Linked DNA regions of Gossypium raimondii: region 1 is linked to region 2. The links are chromatin contacts, called in public Hi-C maps. All regions are on one chromosome and are shown on one strand. The core of a region is the stretch at or near the end of the contact, and the rest is flanking DNA. Distances in the headings are between cores, read along the strand shown.

The links. Hi-C and Micro-C count contacts between places; a contact is called where the count stands out from the background.
Region 1: a contact with region 2 is called in a Hi-C map of leaf, with 3 times the contacts expected there. The contact joins the promoter of LOC105791830 here to the promoter of LOC105791826 in region 2. A contact is called at or near these places in 2 of 2 Hi-C or Micro-C datasets (both in leaf).

The regions. Positions count from the first base shown.
Region 1 is chr8:48,837,959-48,843,840 of ASM2569854v1, forward strand. It overlaps LOC105791830 (arabinosyltransferase XEG113), which reads left to right and starts at 3,112. Exons shown (of 13, transcript XM_012620074.2): 1 at 3,112-3,491; 2 at 3,880-4,107; 3 at 4,181-4,386; 4 at 4,740-4,845; 5 at 5,204-5,460; 6 at 5,664-5,799. The coding sequence starts at 3,299.
Region 2 is chr8:48,647,522-48,653,272 of ASM2569854v1, forward strand. LOC105791826 (abscisic acid 8'-hydroxylase CYP707A2) reads right to left here and starts at 3,153. Exons shown (of 7, transcript XM_012620067.2): 1 at 2,881-3,153; 2 at 2,469-2,787; 3 at 1,975-2,361; 4 at 1,708-1,882; 5 at 1,389-1,495; 6 at 1,159-1,277; 7 at 606-1,028. The coding sequence starts at 3,080. The coding sequence ends at 935.

The DNA.
Region 1 (5,882 bases), core at 1,862-4,361, 190 kb after region 2:
TCACATTTACACCAACTTCATGCTAGCCAAATGTTCCCTCATACCATTATAGCCCATATTTATTAATCATAAGAATTTCATGCTTAATTTAATATTTTATCAATTCATCTTTTAACTTAAACTAACCAAAATCACTTTACAAAATAGTCATATTTAACTATCAAGTTTAATAATCTAACAAAAAACTTCAGAAACATCACAAATTCATCCATGACATAATTCTAAATTTTAACAATTTTACGAATTAGTCTCAGGATTAGCTAGATTAAGCTACAATGATGTCAAAAATATAAAAATTATGAAAAAAAACGGGTTGAAAAACACTTACATGCACCCAATTAGAGCTTGGTCGAAATTTAAGAACTCAACAATGGTGTTTTTCTCCTCTTACAATCGGTGGTGATGAAAAAGTAAAGATGACAACATGTTTTGTTATCTTTTATTTTCAGTTTATTTATTAAATTAACATTTTAACTCAAATTTCACACAAAACCTATCACCTAACCGTCCACTATACTTCAATTTGGTAGATTTACCATTTCAAGCACTTAATTCATGGTTTTATAACTATATAATTTAACTTATAGTAATTATTTTTTACAACTTTTACGATTTAGTCCTTTTTACTTAATTAACTATCTAAACGTTAAAATTTTCTAACCAAAATTTAATGCGACATTGTAATAACTATATAAATATTAAATAAATAATAAAATACTGACTAATCGAAGTCATGGTCCCGAAACCACTGTTTTTGATACCACTAAAAATGGGTTGCTACAGCAACATTGCCAGGCTTAATGGTTGCAGCATTCTCATCCAAATATGGAAAAATATCCTCAAAAAATTTCACATGGTGGGACACAAAGAACTTCTTAGAATCCAGATCATATAAATATCAACCCTTTTATTCCAAAAGGGTACCCAACAAAAACACACTTTCGACTTCGACTAACAAACTTATCACCTTTAGAACGTTGATTATGAGCAAAACATAAGCACCAAAACACACGAAGATCATCAAACAAAGGAAGGCTACCAAACAACATTTCGTAGGGTGTTTTATTGTGAAGAAGAGGTGAAGGAGTTTGATTAATAAGATGAGATGTAGCCAACACACACTCTCCCCTAAAAGATATAAGTAGATTTCCCTGGAAATGTAAAGCATGAGCTACATTTAAAATATGTTGATGTTTCCTCTCCACTTTCACATTTTGTTGAAGAGCCTCAACTCAAGATGTTTGAAAAATAATGTCATTTGCAAGAAAATAATCCTGAACAATTAAATTTCGTCCTATTATCACTTCAAACACACTTTATTTATTGAGAAATTGGCGGTCAACCATAGCAATAAATAACATGAAAACTTTGAAAACCTCTTTTTTTTTATTTTCCAATAGATATACCCAAATAGCACGAGAAAAATCATCAACTAATGTCAAAAAACAATGAGATCCACAAGATGAAGGAGTGTCATAAAAACCCCATAAATCACAATGAACTAACTCAAAAATACGAGTGGCTTTTTGTTCACTAATTGGAAAGTTATTTCTAGCCTGCTTAGCACGATGACAAATTTAACATGTTTTATTTAGATTATCTCTAGAGTTACTAACATAAGGAAGTAATTTTACTACTTTCTCGCAAGGGTGACCCAATCTTCTATGCCAAAGTTCCAAAGAGGATGAAGCTTCAATTGAAACCACTTTGACCATCGAAACATGCCGGAAGTAGTAAAGTCCATCTCATCTCTCACCCGCTCCAATCAGCTCCCTCGAATGAAGGTGAATAGCATATATGTTAGTAGAAAATTGGACAAAACAGTTCATATCATCATTCAACTAGGAAACCAAATTAAATTACAGTTTAATTTAGGAATGTAAAGAACGTGTTTTAATTGAATTTTGTCCTCAATTTAACCATTCCTTCTTGGGTAGCCACCATTGTTTGGCCATCAGAGAGTCCTATGGAACATGCTACAACATCTCTCACATTCGTCAAACACATAAGATCACTCGTAACATGATTTGAACACCCCGTATCAATAATCCAATTATTCTTGGACTTACCATTCAACCGAGTGGAAGTTGATTGTTTATTACCAAACACCGCTAAAAGAGACTACTATTGTTCAACGGTAAAACCAGGAAGTGTCGCCCTCCTTGGTGGTGATGGAGGAGGAGAAGACTCGCCGCCAAGCATTTAGAATGATGAAAGAAAAAAAATTGTGTCAAAAACCTTGCTCAGATGCCACTTGAATTTTATTGATAGACCTTAAGGATATATATATCTATACAATAGTAGCTACGTAGGAATCAAATTGCTAAAAGATAATATCCTATAATATCCATTATGAATCAAATTGCTAAGAGATAATATCATATAATAATATCCTAACACTTTTAAATAATTTCTTTTTCACATGTGCGCAAAAAGATCAGTTTACTTATTTTTTTTACTCGAAGAAAAAATGCAATATAGAAATTATTATGGTATTTTTACTTAAATATGTATAGTTACATCTCTCATTTCTCACCTCCTCTTATTCAAATTTAGAATGAATTTTTTGGTGTTGTAAAATATTTAGAATGGTTTGTTTTATATGCTAAGATGAACTTTCCTTTAATTTTTCTAATCTACCAATTATATCACCTTTCCAACTTTTTATTCCCTTTACTTTTACAAATAAAATTTAATTTTACGTAGATTAATTAAAAATTTCTTGAAAATCCCTGAGTGTGAACCGAGGGGGTTTTCACTCTAGTGAAATATTTGTTATTTTGTAAGCAAAATGAAATTTTCATTGACTAAAACATGTATCAAATGAAGGGATTGTAAAATGTTTTCCAAGTAAAAACCAAGCCATAATCCCACAAAATTCGGACAAGATTCTGAAATGTTGTCCATCACCAAGCTCTGCTCTGCACCAGACACCCTGATCTTAAAACCACTTATCGCTTGCCATTTTGTGTATGACTCAATAGAAATCTATTCTCTTCTATGTTGTTGTAAATTTTATATAGTCCTTATGCCAGCTTGCCACATGGTAAATTCTAAAATAATAGTAATGACTGATTTGTGATATAAATAAAAGACAATGGGCTGGGAAAGTTGACCAAGCTATAACCTACAGCTCTTACATAACAAGTTGCTACAGCTATTGAATTTGATCTGAAAACTCCTAAATTAAACATGGAGTCCGGACTACTATAATCGAAACCCCCTTTCCTTTGTTTCGCATTTTCATCCTGAAAAAATTCAACGCCAAAAAGAGATCAAGTTGGAACCCACAGCAAAGATGGGGGGATGGAGAAACGCAGTTCAAGAGGCTGCTGCTTCTAAACCGCTGTTTCTGACGATATACACCACCATTATCGTGGGGATAGTGGCGACTTCTTTTTATGTGTTCTCCGCCATTTACTCTCCATCCGCTCCCACCAGCACCCAGTCTATCTCTACTTCTTGGCTTTCCTCCCCTCCTCTCTCCCAAAGTACGCTCCTTGTTCTTTTTTCTTTTGTTTTTTAATTTAAGCTTCTATGTATGTACAAATGGCTGATCATATGTTATTAGAACAACTGAGTAAACATTGTTTTCGTTATTGGATCCTAATCAAAATGGAATATTGCTAATGGGTTTTTGTTAGTTTGACTTTTTGTTTGTATGTTAGACCCTTTCTTCCCCTAGCTTCTTTTATGGAATTATGTTGCAATTTTGAAGACTTTCTTTGATACCTTTTATTATGATGTTCTGTTCAGTACATCAACTTCACTCTTTTAGCATTTGCTTTACCATTAGTCAATTACATGATTTTATTAACTGATGTCCTCAAATGGTAGATGGTGGTTCTAATTTCAGTAACAACATTTCTCAACCAACAGACAAAGCATCACAACCTGGTAGCAACCAGTTGAAAACTATATGGGAGGCTCCGCCTAGTAATTCGAAAATGCCACCTTTGGAGTCCTTTAAATTAACAAAAGAACTGGTTGGAGAAAGGGCGAAAGACAATGTCATTATTGTCACCTTTGGCAACTTTGCGTTTATGGATTTCATCTTGACTTGGGTTAAACACTTGACGGATCTTGATGTTTCTAATCTTCTTGTTGGTAAGTTGTTAAAATCTTCCTGCAGTTAACTGTGCTTAAAAGTGGACAATGAATTGGAATCGTTGTGATTTAGGTGCTATGGACACCAAACTGTTGGAGGCTTTGTATTGGAAAGGTGTTCCAGTATTTGATATGGGCAGCCATATGAGCACAATAGATGTTGGATGGGGCTCTCCTACATTTCATAAAATGGGGAGAGAGAAAGTATTACTTATAAATGCTATACTTCCTTTTGGTTATGAGCTATTGATGTGTGATACAGACATGGTGTGGCTCAAGGTACTCCCTTTCCTATCCAGATCAAGTTTTTCTTTGTTGTTTACATGACACTAAGCTATAGTTTGATTGTTTCACTTTTTCTTCCCTTAAATTGGATAAGTTTTATTTTATTACAATGCTATCATACTGTGGAAGAATATGGATTTCTCTGATTCTATAAGAAATAAAATTTCAGTGAGAAATACTAGTTTTTCCTGGCGGTTGCATTTGCTTTGTGTGTACTTTTATTGGCTTGTGTAATGCTTCTTACTCTGCTGTCATCATTTCTTTATATTTTAAATCATGATCCTTAATGGTCACTTCAGAAGATATACATTAAAGTCATACTTGATGTGGCTTGCCCCTTTCCACAGGATCCGCTTCCATATCTTGCTCAGTACCCTGATGCTGATATCTTAACTTCAAGCGACCAAGTTGTGCCAACAGTTGTTGATGACAGATTGGCTGATTGGAAACAAGGTAAAAAATGTTTCAAGTTGTGGCCCAGAGTAGTATTGTTACTGGAGACCTGCCCTCTTCTTTTCTAGGAGAAGAGAGTAGAAAGGTTGTCGGTTGATGTGGCGTTTTAATTTCGCATATCCTACGCTGCCTTTAGATTGCTTTCACCTTCTATGTTAAGTGTTAAACTCTTCATTTATGAAGCAGGGACTGCTCAGTTTGCACTGCAGCCTTAAGCCTTTTTTTCCATTTGTTGTTAACACTCAGTGCATTGAATTAGAGAATGTCTAACTTATAAATTTATCATTTTCTTCTTTTTACTCTTATTACCAGTCTTGTGACTCCTTCGGTCAACTGATTCTATCTTTTCCTTGAATAGTTGGTGCTGCCTACAATATAGGAATTTTCCACTGGCGGCCGACAGAGCCTGCCATAAAACTGGCAAAAGAATGGAAAGATATGCTTTTAGCTGATGACAAGATATGGGATCAGAATGGATTTAATGAACTTGCACGCAAGCAGACAGGGCCAGCCGTTGATGATGATAGTGGACTTTTTTATGCGTTTGATGGAACTCTCAAGCTGGGAATTCTACCAGAAAGTATATTTTGTAGTGGACACACTTATTTTGTTCAGGTGGGATCTGTATGCTTGTTCACGGTGAATTTGATAGTCTTATGTTTTTATTTTACTGATGGTTGTTGAAATTCCAGTTTTTGCACTTGTATGCCTTTTTGTGTTTATACCCTTGAGCTTTAATTTATCTTGCTTGTACCTGTTAGTAAATAGCAGCATCTGTTGTATATTAAGCTTGTCTTAAGCCCTAATGCTATTGGCAGGCCATGTATGAACAACTTAGGCTGGAGCCATATGCATTGCACACTACATTCCAGTATGGTGGTACTGAAGGGAAGCGTCATCGGCTGCGGGAGGCCATGGTTTTCTATGATCCACCAGAGTACTATGATGCACCAGGTAATTTTGTGCCAGTTCTTTTCCAGATGTGATGTTAGGACTTATATTATGATTGCAAATGTTCTGTACCAACTATAATGTAT
Region 2 (5,751 bases), core at 1,903-4,402:
AGTTGACAAGATAATCTATTATTGTGAATGGAAGAAATGTAGAGTTGCACCTGCATGCAGCAGATAAAGCAAAACCCAGTAATCATTTTCTCCTTCTCTACTAACAACTAGCTTGAATTTATCAGTTTGAGTGGATCATCACTAGTCCATGCAATGCATGCACGTAGAAGCACTTAAAAGTTCTTGTTTCCATTCATTTTCATTTTTTCTTTAAATTATAGCTGCTTCAAATAAACAACTAGCTTGGTTGGCAACGAGTAAAAAGAAAGGGAAGAGCTGAAAATTAGGTTATATATTTCATAGCTAGAGCAAATTAAGAGTTGATATAATATATAGGTATTGTGAACGATAGCTAGCTAGTTAGCTGTCTCGTTGAACCCAAACATTAACAGTGATTGAAGGCATAAACTATGAAACCAATTAATGAATAGATGATTGGAAAGAGATAAGATAAACGTAGGGCAGGCCATTTGAAGAAGTTTCATTGATTAGTGAGAATTTATGTGCTCACTTTAAAGTTTGAAGCATTCTTAATCTCAATCAAATTCATTGCTGGAAATATTCTGTCAATAAGTAATCAAAGTCGACCAAATCAACACGATGTATAAAATTTTCAATAATTCATATAAATATGAATTTTTTTTTTTTTGCCTTGCGGACTTCATTTAAATTAAGAAAGCTTACAAAAGACACTCCCTTTCCATTTTTTGTTATTCTTTGCTATGAGTTGGAGAAAGAAAGAATAAACAGGAAACTGTTTGCAGATTTTGCTTTTCTTTTCTGTACAGTTTGGGGTCTTGGTTTTTTTTTTCTTTCCATTTTTGTTATTTATGATCTCAAGTTTCTTCATTTGTCCAAAAAGCTCTTTGTTGGAACTGTCTTTGCCTTTGCATTCTTTGCTTCATACTCTAAAATTAAGAAATTGAGTGCATGCCTATGATTTTCTGATTAATCTGATGGGCAAACCATTCTGGGGAAGAGCAAAAGGACCATACTGAATTCCACTGTTTGTACCCACCATAGACCACCTGCAAAAAAATCCCATATTTATATGTCATGTTTTATTTTACATTTCTATTAATAGAAACAAGCAGAGCATAAAAATCCCACAAACTCAGAAAAAGAAAAAAAGGAAGAGATTGAAAGACTGTCGGTTACCTGTACTTTGTGGTCAGATGATGGAGAAGGACCATGATTTCCAGCTTGGCTAACTCATTCCCTGGACATGAATGTGTTCCATTGCCAAATGGCATAAATGTATTGGGTTTTGGAACAACCTGTTCAATCATTGAGCAAAAGTATGCTTTAGGTGATTGCTACTTTCTCTCTCTCTTTTTTTTTTAATTTAAAAAAAAAATTGAAAACAACAAAACTCTGCATAAGTCTACCTCAAATCTTGAAGGATCAAACTTTTCAGGATCTGGGAAGATTTCTGGGCTGTGATGAATGTTTCTAAAAAGTGGTAAAACTTTCCATCCTTTTGGTATAAGATACCCTGTTTAATATTTTTCACACCAAAAAGACAAGTTAGGCTATTTGAACCAAAAAGGCAAAGGTAGTAGCATTATACTCTTAACAGTTATATAGATTGAATTATCTGTATTGAAATGTGGACCAATCAAGATTTCAAATCAAATGAAATCTTTTATCACTAAAGAGTGACTTAGTATTTGTATATATATTGACAGAGGTTGTGGTGCAACTGACCTTCATATTCAACATCAGCCACTGCTTCTCTGAAGGTAAAAGATAAAATCGAAGCAACCCTAAGTGTCTCCTGAATCACTCTTGAAGTTATGGGCATCTTCTTGGTATCTGCCCAGCTCAGAGTTTGCTCCTCACCGCATTTCTCTTTACCTTTCATTATGGCCTCTTGTTCATCCTGTAAAACACCATAAGAAACAACCAAGTCACTCATTGTGTCTATGGTGGAGTTTTCTTAGACTAGTCCCATAGGACGAGCAATAAACTTACCGTGACAGCTTGAAGAACGCTGGGGTTTTCTCCAAGGTACTTAATTATCCAAGTGAGTACACTAGCGGTGGTGTCACGAGCAGCAAAGATTACACCAATGATGTTATCAGCGATTTGTTCATCGGTGAGGCCTTCTTTATCACCCATGAAAGAACCCAACAAGTCATTGTACTCCTGCTTCGTTTCCCTCCTGGTCGATATGATTTTGGCCAGGATCTGAGCTAGCTCTTTCCTTGCTTTCATCGATTTGTTGAAAAGTGTACCCGGAATGTTAATGGGCATCGAGTTATACCCTTTTTCTAATATGTAATAACACCTCTTCAGATCTTCTCTGTACTTCACTTCATCCTCTCCGAATATTGATAGCAGCGCAACATTGAATGTGTACTGCAAATATAAAAAATATATTTGATATCAACATATCATCAAACACAGGGTAAACAAAAACAGAGGAAACAACCCTGTTTTTTTCCCTCTCTGTTTTTTGGGCTTACCGTTTTCATTTCTTGGAAAGTGGTAATCAGCCTGCCTTCCAATGACTGGAGAGAATCTTTGGCAATGGATTCGATGTTAGAAACGAAGCTTTTGATGGCCTCAGGCACGAAGGCACGGAGCACAAGCTTCCTCAATTTGGCATGGTACTGTCCTTGGCTAAAGAAAATGGCTTGTTTGCCCAACATCCTCTCTTTACTGGCCGGAAACGTTGGCTTGAAGAGGTGAGACTTGGTGACAAGCACGAATTTCGCAGCTTCCGGGCTGGAAATCATCACACAGGGACACCCAAGTATATGGGTCTTGAATATGGAGCCGTACCTATATAAAAACAAACAAACACAAGCCACCGCCCATTGTAAGTATGCATTACATTACACTGCAAAGAACATGCCACAAAGAAAAATAACACACCTTTTCTGCTTGGAAGCAAAGAAGACATTTGGGTTTTGGGAGTAGAGCTGAAAGGTTTCACCGATGTACGGCCAACCCAGGGTGCCAGGCGGGAGGGGTAAGTCCCGGGATTTTTTGGATTTGAACAAATTAAGCAGAAAATTGAAGAGAAAAATAAATAAAATGGAAGCAAATAAGGGAATCATAAAATAGAATGCCATGTTTAATAAATTATAAATAGGGTGGAAATCTTGGCTTGGTAGCTGAATGGTGAAGAAGTTGTGTGAGGAAAATAAGTGAAGCAGCAGGTATATATATAAGGGGGTGGGGGGTGGGGGACTGGGGATTGGGCCGGGCTCGGTCGGGTCGGGTTAGAAAAATGAAAAGGAGATAGGAAGGGAAAAGGAAGGGGGTTTGAAATACAACTTGAATCCCCCACACGCGGAATCTCCTTCCAGCTCATTGCATGTTTTCTGGTTCTACTCATCTGTACTCTTTATCCGTGCTAATATATTTTCAGTGACTCAGTTCATTGTTACATATTCTATTTTTATTATTTATTAATATTAAAATTTCATCTTATTTAATTACGGATGTTAACATTATCAGTAAAGGTCAAAGCTTTAAACCTTGTGTTTTTAGTTTCACTTCCACTTCACTATGTGTAGTTATATGTGTGGGTTTTAATTCGATTTGATCGGTTAATTTCAATCTCAATTATTTCGATTATTAGTTTATTTGTGTTTTGTATTAATTTGATTTTATTTTATAATTATTCGAACATATATCTACTTTCATGTGTGGGTTTTAATCTCGTGGATCAATTTTAGTCTAGATTATTTTGATTCTTAGATTATTTATATTTGATGTTGATTTGATTATAATTTGTAATTACTTAAACTCATATTTGTGATTGTATTATAATCACAATGTTGTATAATTTTATCTATTTCTTTTTCATTTATTTTTATTAATGATTTTGAATGCTTTTGTATTATTATACAATAAATAATTTAATAAATTAATTAAATTTAACTCGGTTAATATTAAAATTGTTATCCATCAAAAAAAAACATGAATTCGTTTAAGCGAATTGTACTCCCGTTTAAAGATTGAAGTGGAGATGTGGATAGTCTGAAATGATTAAATTTAGTCGTAAAATAAAAAGAGCAAGCACGTGGCAAGACTGAAAGAAAAGAAAGCAGAAAGAGCGCGTGAGTGTTTTACCAGAATCAAGAAAAGGTTGGGTTTTAAGTCATGAAAGAAAACGTCCCTTAAGCAAGACAAAAGGAGAGTTTGAAGTTAGAAGGAGGAGTCACTTTAACTAGCTCAATCCGTACTCACTTTTTCTTCGAGCATCCAAATATTGAAGGGTAGAAACCCCATAATGTTTTACCATACCTCACTCTAAAAGTCTGCAATTTTTATAGGCTTCACCAAAATCTGTGCCATAAGTTTTAAATCTTAAACTAAATTAATTTGTCATTCAAAACCCCCATCTTCAAAAAGGAGAAAGTTCAAAGCATGCCTTTCTATTCTCAAAGCAAAAACCCCACTTTGAACAAGCTGCAATAAAAGCCGATACAATATATTTATCAACATATATATAATAAGCAGCCAAAAGAGTGAGAGTGTTTAATAAATGTTGGGTTGGATTTGGGTGGTGTTTTGGTGAGTCAAAACCTTTGTCAGGCCCCCAACCAAAAATAAAAGACTTACATTTAATATACAAGAAACGAAGTCACCGTGAACTGCGTCAATAAAAATGTGATTTCTCATTTATACTCAGAATCACCATAATTGAATAATAATTTTGGTCTTTAGGAATTAGTCCAAACCTCAATCTTGGGTGGGGGGCTCTCAATCATCAATTTATCATCTCTTATGCTCATCAACATTCTATTCTTAACTATTTTTAATATTTCATCTACATCATTAATTAGTATAGCCATGATAAGATTTTTTAATTATATGTGAATTTTAATGTTTAAAGTGTATGGTGTAATTATGCATTTAGCACTTTGATTTTATTTAAGTCATACTAATTTGAAAACCAACACAAATAAATTTATTTATTCTACATTAATTAGTAACTATAATTGTACTAAAATAACATTATATATTAAAAAATTCATGCTCTTTTTCTTTTCGAGTACATTTCCATCCAGAATAACTAGTAGCTTACCATTTTTTTAACTAAGTTACCGATACTGATATATTTTCTTTTATATGGTAACAAAAGGAATAAAATGAAGGAAACTTGAAAGAAAAACAACAGGGATAGTAAAATGATTATATTACAATACCAATGTAGTATTTTCTTTCAGCACTTATCCATGTTTAAATAGAACTGTTTAAATAATGGTTTACCACTTATTTTCTAAAATTTAAATTGAATGGATTCTATGAATGAACAATCTTTGATCATCAAACTAATCACAAGAATTCAATACTGATATAATTAAAGTAAAAGTCCTGAGTAATTGAACATTTATGGTAGTTAAATAGTAGCTATTGGTGGCAAAAAAAAAAACAGCAACACTAGTATTAATATATGGTGTGATATCTTCCACCGGGTTAATATTTGATATTATTATTGTGTATATATTATAAAAAGTTGAAATTAAATTTATTGTTGATGATGTAATAAATTGATTCATCCACAAGGTATACAATTATATATTATTAGTGCATTAAATATAAATTATATATAGAGTGATAATACCATTCATCAAAAGTCAAAAATAAGGATGAAGTTAAGGAGATGGAGACAAAATTATAAAATTTGAGAGGTAAGCATTTAAATTTCATTTAAAATTTTAAATTTAATCAACCCAAAATCCCTACTTGCCTTTTGCAAATATTTGTTTACGGTCTTTGGGTGTTTAGGAT